Regions from separate parts of the Dromaius novaehollandiae genome. Here region 1 is linked to region 2. The links are chromatin contacts, called in public Hi-C maps. All regions are on one chromosome and are shown on one strand. The core of a region is the stretch at or near the end of the contact, and the rest is flanking DNA. Distances in the headings are between cores, read along the strand shown.

What was found. Hi-C and Micro-C count contacts between places; a contact is called where the count stands out from the background.
Region 1: a contact with region 2 is called in a Hi-C map of brain, with 7 times the contacts expected there. The contact joins two enhancer-like sites. A contact is called at or near these places in 2 of 4 Hi-C or Micro-C datasets (brain and liver).

What each region holds. Positions count from the first base shown.
Region 1 is chr2:93,869,925-93,874,609 of bDroNov1.hap1, forward strand. No RefSeq gene overlaps it. Among named protein-coding and RNA genes, the nearest start is that of CTDP1, 29 kb to the right of the region's middle. Within about 2 kb of position 2,442, at least 2 of the 2 cell types and tissues checked have open chromatin away from gene starts, as enhancers often do.
Region 2 is chr2:93,676,288-93,681,493 of bDroNov1.hap1, forward strand. No RefSeq gene overlaps it. Among named protein-coding and RNA genes, the nearest start is that of NFATC1, 5.9 kb to the right of the region's middle. Within about 2 kb of position 2,659, at least 2 of the 2 cell types and tissues checked have open chromatin away from gene starts, as enhancers often do.

The DNA of each region.
Region 1 (4,685 bases), core at 1,192-3,691, 190 kb after region 2:
ATTTTCAGTTTTTTAAAAAACCAAATGAATATGTGAAGTAACTTCTGTTTTTGTTCATCAGTGTTTAGTATAATCAATATGTTTTCTATGTTGGAGAAAAATAGGCAAAATGCATTAGACAGGAGAATGTAATACCATGGCAGAGTGAACTGGAAAGGCAGCTTGGGCCTGGAGATCAGTGGACCAGGATGGCATCTGCCACTAATCTGCTGTGTGATCCTCAGCAAATCACTTATCTAAACTATCTTCTGGAAAAAAAAATGATAAAAGTCTCTTGTTTCAGACTTGTAGAAGTGTATTGACTGAAAGGGGCTGTATAGACAACAGTGATTATTTTTTAAAGTATTTCCATCCAGCTGGATGCTGTGCAAGCTTAGCTTGTGCACTGAAAGGTAGCATTTCTGTTTGATCAAAGATGAAAATATTTTCTCATTAAGACAGTCCTTGAATTTAACCAGGCAGTTATTTTTTCTGTTTCTTACTTTTATTCGTTTAAAGTAAGTATAGGTTTGTTTGTTCTATGGTTGGGATCCATCCCTCTTGATCAAAGCAATACTCTGAGCTGGGGAAGGACTTGAGCAACCTATAATCTTTTTCCATAGCACATGATTCCTTGAATCAGATGAAACCCTCCTGTTGTCCCATGAAATTTGTACCTAGAGTCAAAGTCTGCACATGATAAATCTCCTGTGATACAGATGATGGTTCAGTGTTTCCTCTGAGTTTTAACTTTTTCACCAAGTCTAGGGAAATAGGATTTACCTGTTTGGTGTGTTGGAGGGCAGTAGCTTCTCCACATCTCCCCCACAGTCTGCAGCAGTGCTGAGGCTCCAACACGTGGGAGGTGGGAGGACCTGTGCGGCAGTACAGCCTCACCATTGAAACCAGGCCTATATCTGCCCGGAAAAGAGCTCCTTGGTCACCAAATTTAATGGCTTCTCATTACAGCAGCTACCTCTGGTAATCCTTTTAGTAATTTCACCAGCATGAGGTAATGGTGCAAAAGGTGGCAGTTACAAAATGGTAGTGGAGTGCCGGGGCTGTTACTTCAGAATAAAGAGGGAGGGCAGTATCCAGAGCTGACTTGGTTTTAATAATTACATTGGTTTTAATAGCAGAGCAGTTAAAACACTACAGCACTTTACAGCTTTTGCTTCAGAGAACTGTTGTCATGAGGATTTCGTACTCCAGAGAGTATCTGTTGCCAGCTGCCACTTCCTATGCGCGTGAAGTCAAGCTAAAATTGCCCGCAGTTGTGAAACTCTGTGTTAGCGTCTGCAGCTAGAGGAAAAAAAAACTGGCGGGGGGGGGGGGGGGGGAGATTTGGCTGGGCTCTGGTGCTCCTGAGTGCACGGGCCGTCGGGGCTAGCCAGCACAGAGCAGCCTGGGACCCTGCGCTCAGCCGGCACTACCCTCGGCTCTACCTGCCCTCACCCCACTACGCGCATCTCCCGCTGTACCGCTTCTGGCATCTCAGCCTCCAAAGGGCACTAAACAAGAAGTTCTTTTTTTCCCCCTCCAATCGGTCTGTTGCAAAAAGTGTCTTTCTTCTCCAGATTTATGAATTTCCTTCTCAAAATAATAGTGACTTGACATTTAGGCTGGGCAGGATTGAAACAGGGGGAGAATGACAGATTTAAGATCTGCCATCTAGAAATAAATACTGGAGGGTGGAAAATATATCTAGCAAATATCTAGCAAAGCTCTCCTTTTCCAAGAACACAAACTGTTTTATTCTATTCGTAGACTAGACCTCGGTATCGCAGAGAGAAAAATCTTTTTTCCTCTTTTGCTCTCCGAGAGTCAGTTTTATGGTATGTGTGCCACCTTTGCTTCCTGGATGTTGGGCACAGCACGTTAATCCTTCGGCTGGATTTTCAGCCCTGGGAAGCGAAAGGAACACGCAGCGATGTGGCTTTTGGGTGTAATGGGCTTTCCTGCCTAAACTATTTGTGGCTCCGGCATTCCTGAACAGCATGGAGTTTCCCAGGCTCCTGCCGGGAGCCTTCGCTCCATCCCTTCCTGGATACACACTCGCACTTTCTGTTCCCTTCCCTTCCCTCACACCCCTCTGTAATTTATATATGTTGTATGGCTGGCAGCCGAAAGTCCTTCTTGCTGATGTCTTTCTTTGTGTGCTGATTGTTGCTCCCTCGTCATGTAAATTTTTTGTTTTTCTATCTTCAAAGCCCGCTATTTGTTGGCAAAAGAGAGCTCTTGAATGAGCAACTCTCTGTACTCTGTTGCACAGGGGCATACGAGGAACAGAGAGATTGGATGGAGGCTCTTGTTTACAGTCTGAGGACGATGGTTTGCAGTAATTGGAAGTGCAGCATTTTTTCTGTTGCTCTTTTTTAAAAAGTATATCTCAATAATTTATTGTGTATAGGTGCCAAAGTAAGTTCGTGCCGAAGTACTTGCAGGGCCCCTAGTGGTCACAGAAAGCTTTTCTAAAAGTCATCCCGGAGCATTGCTCCAGTTCCAGGGGCTCTGTGGCTGGGAATAACCGCACACGCGCCAGATTTTCCCCCTTGCATTTCTAATGCTCATTATGTAGTTGTGTAACACTTTTTGCTGCTTTAACATTTGCTTTTGCTTTCTACTTAGTTAAACATGTAAAAATGGATCAGATTCAGAAATTATGTCCTGACAATTTTTTCATCAGATCTGACTTCTAAAAAGTCTTCAAAGCTAAAAATGAGAGAAACTGAAGGCAAAATGTAATGCAGGGCAGTGCCCAGCAGACCGCTTACATTTACCGCCACACAACTAGGACTGGTGTTTCTGATAAGGAATAAAACCTCATAGTGGCTTCTCATTTTAACAGCTTGAGAACAGCCATAAGGTGCAAGGCTCGAACCCAAACCTGATTTTCCTCGAAGTTTAAAGTCAGTTGTTTTAAGATCATCTTTAATGTCTGAAGCCTCCTTCATGTTTTGTTTAGAAATTTTAGGTTAATCTTGTCAGGTTCTGATTGCTCCAGCCATAACCAGTAAATCCTGTAAGCACATGCTTAGCTGTAAACCCATATGCCGGCCCCCAGTTTGCAGCAAGAGTATCAGAGGACATTGCAGGATCAGAGGGTTTGTTACAGAAGTGGTGGAAGACAGAAAAAGAAAGTTAGAAAAGGGTGCTGGAAATTAGTATGCAGCGACAGTCAGTGTTAAACTACTTTGTTTCCTGTTCATACCATGGATTTTAGCGTGCTAGCAGTGTAACTCCTTGGGCATATCATTAGCTGATGGACACAGGGGGATGGAGATCAGACAGTTTATACCAGTGAAGAAGATGATCCATATCCAATAAAATTCTTCTTAGTTTTATCCTATGCTTAGTACTGATTTTTTTTTCTCTCTCTCTCTTCAAAGGAAATCTAATTTCAGAATGAGAGGTAGCAACACAGTAAAGTGTACTGAACCTTAAAGTTGTCAATAGCAGCTTAGCTGTCTAGAAGAGCATTGCCCTGACTCGTCCCACAGTTTCCTGTTCTGGTTGGGCTTTTTATTTTGTAGTGTTTGTACTCATTAAATTTATTCTGAATCCCTGATCCAATCAGATGCTCCTGTAGAGGATGAACCAGAAGCCCTGAGAAAAGTCTATTCCCTTTTAACAAAGCATTTAAGTATAGGATCGATATTGATCATGTTAGTATTTCTATGGGTGACAGCACCTCAACTTAAGTCTTGGCCATGGTTCAGCAACACATCTCTATTCAGCAAAGCATTTGAGCCTGTGCTTTAAATTCTATGGACTTCCATGAGATTTAAGCTTATACTTCGGAACCTAAACATATAGATAAGTTTTCCTCTTCTTTTCACTGCAGGAATGACTTCCTTAGGCTTTTAGCAATTTGAGAGGGAAAAGATTGTATGGTTCATCACAGTCCATCCCCATGCTGGGATGTAAGAGTAATGGATAGGGGAAACAGAGCTAGGATCTAGAGTGAATTCACCTTTATTTCACTGTGCTCCAGGGGCAAGACTCTAAAGCATCTTTTCCTGAGTCTTCAGGTCCTCTCTTCATCATCCAAACCCCTCATTTATCAGAAGGCTTCATGTGTCTCCCAAGACCTTGGTATAAGCAGAATTTTATTGTCAAAGCCATTTGAAGTTGAAGAGAAGCCATTTCTCACTTTTTTAATAAATAGAGATACTGTTTATATGAATAAAAGTGAAAAGTACTTTCCCTAGATACTTTTGAAGCTTCCAAAAATAGTCCTAACTCTCAGCCAAAGTTACTGTTGCTTAGCTTCCCCAGGAGAGCATCAGTACATGGTACTGCTGTGCGAAATATTCTCACTGCCAGCTAAACTGGTGAGAAATCACGTTTTGGTGGTTTTGTAATAAAACAAAATATTTTGTGGGCTGGCCCCTAATTCTTGGCTTATTTCTAAAGAAACTGTTTCTAAAGAAAGGCTGTTTCCTTAGCTACAAAAGTAGGGAAACATTTCTGTAAAAAAATTATGCTGCAATCTAAAAATCAAGAAATTTCACAATTTTGCCCATAGTTAAATGGTGGTTTGACCTGCAAATAGCGAACCTTGTTTTGTTTGCAGTAAAACACTGTGCTCTTTGAAAGACGTGTTTTCCTTTTTATCAGATTTGAGATGTGTAGGTGGGCAGTTTTTCACATGAGCTGCTGCAGCACTGTACAGTACCACAGCATCTAATCCTACAAGGTGCAGA
Region 2 (5,206 bases), core at 1,409-3,908:
TAGGGACTGCTCTGAGCACCGATGCTGGCCAGCAGAGCAGCACCCCTGCAGCTAGAGGCAGTAAGTGCAAGCGGCTCTGACACCCCAGATGCACCTCTGCCTCTGGATCTTCTAGACCTCAGCAGAAGTCTGAAAGTGTCCTGTGAACCAGTTTTCAGCCCTCATGTTTGGTTTCTCCTTTAATAGCCCTCTTTCCCAGGATAAGGTCTTAGACTCTCATTTTCCGTCTTATTTCGGTAAAGGTCAGCTTTTTTCTTTTTCTTTTCTACTTTTCTCCTATGTTAGTGCTTGGTGGATAGCTCCAGCCTGCATCAATAGGTACAAGAGGTTGCTCTTTCTCTGCTGTACCTCGTAGTTTGCTTACCAGAAGCGTTATTGCCCTTGGCAGCATTTGCATTATCTGAGCTGTTTGGTTTTGCACACAACACGCACATTTGTGGGGAGCCTCCTTCTCACACAGTTGAGAGGCTTCTTTAATTTTATAATTTACTTAGTATACTTAAAAGGCAACCTGAAGATAAACTAAACTGGACTCTTAGGAGGACAGGAGAGTCCTGAAAGTGAAGAAAAGGAAAGGCTTCTTTTGTATGATCTTTGTGGTGTCTCTTCGACTGTTGCAGTGCTTGCATTTTATATATCTGCATTAGCTTGAGATGCAATGGCCTGCTGATGAGCCCTCAGCTGTAGAGCAGACCGAGTGTTTGGTGTTGTGGTGTTGTGGTGTTTTATAACGCCTGTAGTTTTGTTGTTGCACTGGAGGATAATTTAGAGCAAAAGGACCATGAGGGGTCAGCAAGGTGCTTTCTTCCTGCTGTTTTCCTTATGATGAGAAAACTGATTTGTTGGCTTTGCAAAGCTGAGAGTCTGATGTTTAAAATGCTGAGGCTAAGTTCATCTGAAAAACTTTCACGGGGCCTTTGAAAAGTTCTGCTTCGTCAATGGTCCTTCGCAAGCAAACGCAATGACTTCATACATTTGTTTTTCAGAGGCTTGACTGAAGGATCCTAGAAAAAGGTCTGACCCCGCTAATGTTTGCAAATGTACCTTGTTCTAGTTGCTGGTGAATTCTGGCTCTCGCATACAGCAACAGGTGCAACAGAAGAGACGGGGTTCTTCCTGAGACTTTCTAGTTCTGCATACTCATTTGGAAATCAATTTAATGCATTTTAATTGTCTATTTTTCTCCTCGGTTCTCTCTTTACAGCTACACAGCAGAAAAAAATAATAAGCTAGAGTCTAGCCAGGCAGGCTGCTAATGAGGAAGCTTGACTCGAGAAGATTTTAATTTCCAGCATTTGTTCTTCAAGACGGCTATTTCAGCATGCAGAGGTGTCACAAAACAGGAATTCTGCCATTAGCTAATGGAACAAAAGCTTTGGGCTTACATGCCATTTCGCTACATGAAGAACGAAACATTTAGATACTTGCCCCAATTACATGGGCTTGGCAATCCTTTTCAGGATGCTGGTCTCCTTAGCCAAACCATCCCTATAGAGAAAACACCTATTGTGCATGAACTGTGGTGTGAAAAGAATCAGGGAGATAAGATTTAAGCTGCGAAGAGGTGACGGGATATGCTAAGAGCTCAATCTTTTGGCAGCCTTTCACGATTCCCCTTGGTAAAGGGAATTTCTGTCCCTCCCAAGCTGATGGAGGAGCTTCTCAGAAACTCCTCATCAGCGGGGCATTTCTATGGGAAGCAGGATTTAGCCGAGGTCCGTGGCATCCCCGGCCAGCCAGAAGCAGCAGGGTTGCACAGAGCTGTACTGGGAGTTCAGATCAGAGCCAGCCCGGCCACAGAGGCACCCCCTGCTCTGCGGCTGCTGCAGCTCAGGCACCACCTCAGTATCGTATCTGAAAGACTGCCCTCGCTGTGGAGGGAGGATGCTGCTGCAAACAGCTGAGCACGGGGTCTCCATCATAACCCCGTTGTTTCCAACAGTGCACAGTTTTCTTTAACTTTCATCTTCTAGGCTGAAAAGTCACAAGTTTCATCCCTGTCCAAGGCCATTCACTTTGGAAAGACCGAGCAGCTCAATATTTGGCGAAAATAGAGGAGGGTATTCTGCTTTCTGCCATTAGGTTGTAGTTGCTTATTACCTAGTTTAAATGTAAAGGATGATCCTCAGCAGCGCGTAGCCCCTGGTGAGTGAAAAAAACCCTTGATACCTCATATCACGACCCGGAAAATGTTCCCTTCCTCCCCCAGGCCCCGCATCCCCTGGGCTGTCTTGTGATGCTGAAAGTACTGGGAAAACAGTGGGGTGGGTGGGGAGGTTAAAGCAGGAACTGGTGTTTGCAAGTGTCTGGCACACGGGGCCATGGTCAAAATTGCTGCTACAGAAGTCCAAACCCTAACTATTCATGAAGTTCATGAAGGTGAGCCCAGAAAGTTTAAAGCAATGATTTTGTGTCTCCTGGAGTTTAACAAAGGTTACTGATTATGCAGCAGAAAAATGAGGTCAGTAATAAGTATACAAGTATTGGAGTATCAATATTACAAGGATAAAAACTTGGGCAGGGAAGAAAGAAGTATAATAAGTAGGACGGTGTTCATGCAGAGAGCTAACAGGCAGCCTCTCCCAGGGCTCAGGGCTGCAACTTGCTCTGTTCAAGAGCTTTCTGTAACGGAGCCGGAGGCTGGATCGAGTTGCTGGGTGTCCAGACACCGATGACATCATGAGAGGAGGGGAGGCTGCTCATGCATCGGAGGAATGCACCAGGCTACAGGAAGATTTGGAGCCGCTGGGGAAAGGGGCTAATACAGAGGGATTCAATATTACACAGAGGAAGGTTATTCATTTAGGGGCAACCAATAGTGCATTTAAATGCAAGTTTAATGAAACAAAACAGGAGGAAACTAATGCAGAGAGAGGCTTGGGCTAGCAGTGAGGAGAGGCAGGGATAGCAGCTGCCTGACGAGCGAAGAGGAGCGCAGCTGAGGTTTTGGAAAAAGAGGGCTCGCGCTGCAGCAGCGGAGCTCAGGGCTCCCCATGGGGTCGTACAACCGGGATGCTCCCAGCATCGAACTGGGAGTCCGAAACAGGCCAGTTTCAGGGAGGGAGGATACAAATACACTTCACCATTGCCAGACCCATTCTGGGAGTGAGGACGCAGAGCCTTGGCACCAAAAGGAGACGCTACAGTAGCACGCGTGTGTTTAGCAGAGATGACTTTGGGTTCGCTTGGGCCCCTGAGGCTCCAGGTTATGAGCACAGCTTGACACACAGCGCCTTCAGTCTGCTTGGCTTGATCTGGGTGTCATCCAGCTCAAGGCAGAGACGTGCTCGGGGCCCAACCCCGGGGACAGGTGCAGAAGGACTTGCAGCAGGTTGTCGCTAAAAGCAGCCTTTCCAGGCCGTGTAAAGCTTACCAGCTTGCCGGCTCCTCTCTGCCGAGGAGCACGAAGTCACGCGCCGGGGTGGCTTCAGTGCCCCCATGCTGCATCCCCCAGGACTCCCCGCCGCCAGGTGGACTCCCTGGTTTTCGGGGTACCCGGTCAGGCTTTGCTTAATCAAGTATTTTTAGGTGAGGCAAAGGTCTCGTTGCCACCTTCTGCGCCAGCAAGCCTGGAAGGCGTGAAATACTGCTGGAGCACGGTCTGGCAGGAAACTTTATCGCTGCTCCTTCATAAGTTTGCCCATACTGTACGAGTGCTAAAGATTGCCAATTGTTTAGTAATATTTTACAAACAAAACCAATAAATGCATGTGTTCTTGTTGTTGCTGGTTTTTTTAACCACCCACTGTATTGCATATTTGTTTAATTCAGTCTCAGCTTTCTGTATATGGGCCTGGTGCGGCTGCCCGATGTCTGTCTTAATTTTAAAAAGTCAGTGTCTGAGCGGGTGACTGTAGCTCCAAAAGGGTTTAATGCCTTTTGCCTGCAGTCCTTGGCTGGGTTCCTAAACAGTCGTTTAAAAAGAGTCCACTAAATCAAAAGCCAGGTAAATCAACAGAGCACTCAAAGTCGTAATGAGCCTGGTTATAAGGTAAATTACAACATTATTCAAGCACACAAAATTCCTCCTCTGGCATTTGTCCTGCTAAGTGCAATGCACCTTAAAAGTGGTGAAATGATTGCTGGCAGCCCTGGAGAGAGGCCATGTCGGGGGGTGGGAGGCTGCGCTGACGCCCTGCCTTCTCGCCCTCGCTCTGCTACAGGGGACGCGCCGCAGCGCTGGCCACCGCTGGCGCGTTTCCTGCGGCTCGCTTGGAAGGTGGCGGCATTTTCAAGGTGCTGTGGTGGCAGCCACAAACTCTGGCCATGTGCTCCCTTGGTTTCCAGCAAATCTTGTTGCAATTTTCAAAGCAGAGGATTAGAAGGACTTCAATTAGAGACTTGGTTAGGGAGGCTTGAAACGTATAAGTCTTCTGTTACAATGAATGAAATCCTGAACAGATGCTGATGCTTTTGAAGCAGCCAAGACCCAGAAGATGGGAGTGCAGACACCAAAAAGATGGCCGGTGTTATACGTGCGTTATATATAAAAGGCAGTTTTATATTTGCAAGGGTAAGAAGCCCAAAACAGAAGGCAATTTCTGTGCACAACATAGGTGGCTGCTTCCGATCGGCATCTTGGATTATGGGAGCCTGTGTATTCATTATAAGGAGGTATTTGCTATGGGGATACCATTGAGACAGGGGTGAATTGGCCCCCGCTTGTCATGTTCAGACCGCAGATGGGGGACGCAGGCGATGAGCTCCCTGTAAGGCGCGTTGCTGTGGCGCTGACCCACAGCCTCCCGCAAAGAGGCAGCGGCGACGTTTTGGTTTGCCCAGAGAAATACTGCAGCCACCGAACTACTGAGCTGCTCTGAAGCGCCAGGCAAACCATCCCTCCCCAGCTGCCGAGGCCCAGAAGAAAAGGACAGAAAAGTAAAAGGAGAGGATACACATGCGCAGACATGCACACGTATGCCCCACACGATACAATGTGAAAGTAATCTAATGTGCATGGATCAGACTCTTCTTTGATTAAAACATCCTGAATCCAAGAATACTTCACAGTTTGTTTTTATTTCTAAGGATAACAGCACATTTGCATGCAAGCACCGAGGATAGAGGGTGAATTTACAGCCTAACTTGCTAAGAGGCATAGAGGGAGTAAAAGCCATCAAAAAAATCACGTATTTGCCCTTGCAGTGTTGCCTCCTCCCCTCTGCAACATGTGGGGAAGGACAAGAGCGGCTCTGGGGTCCCCGGC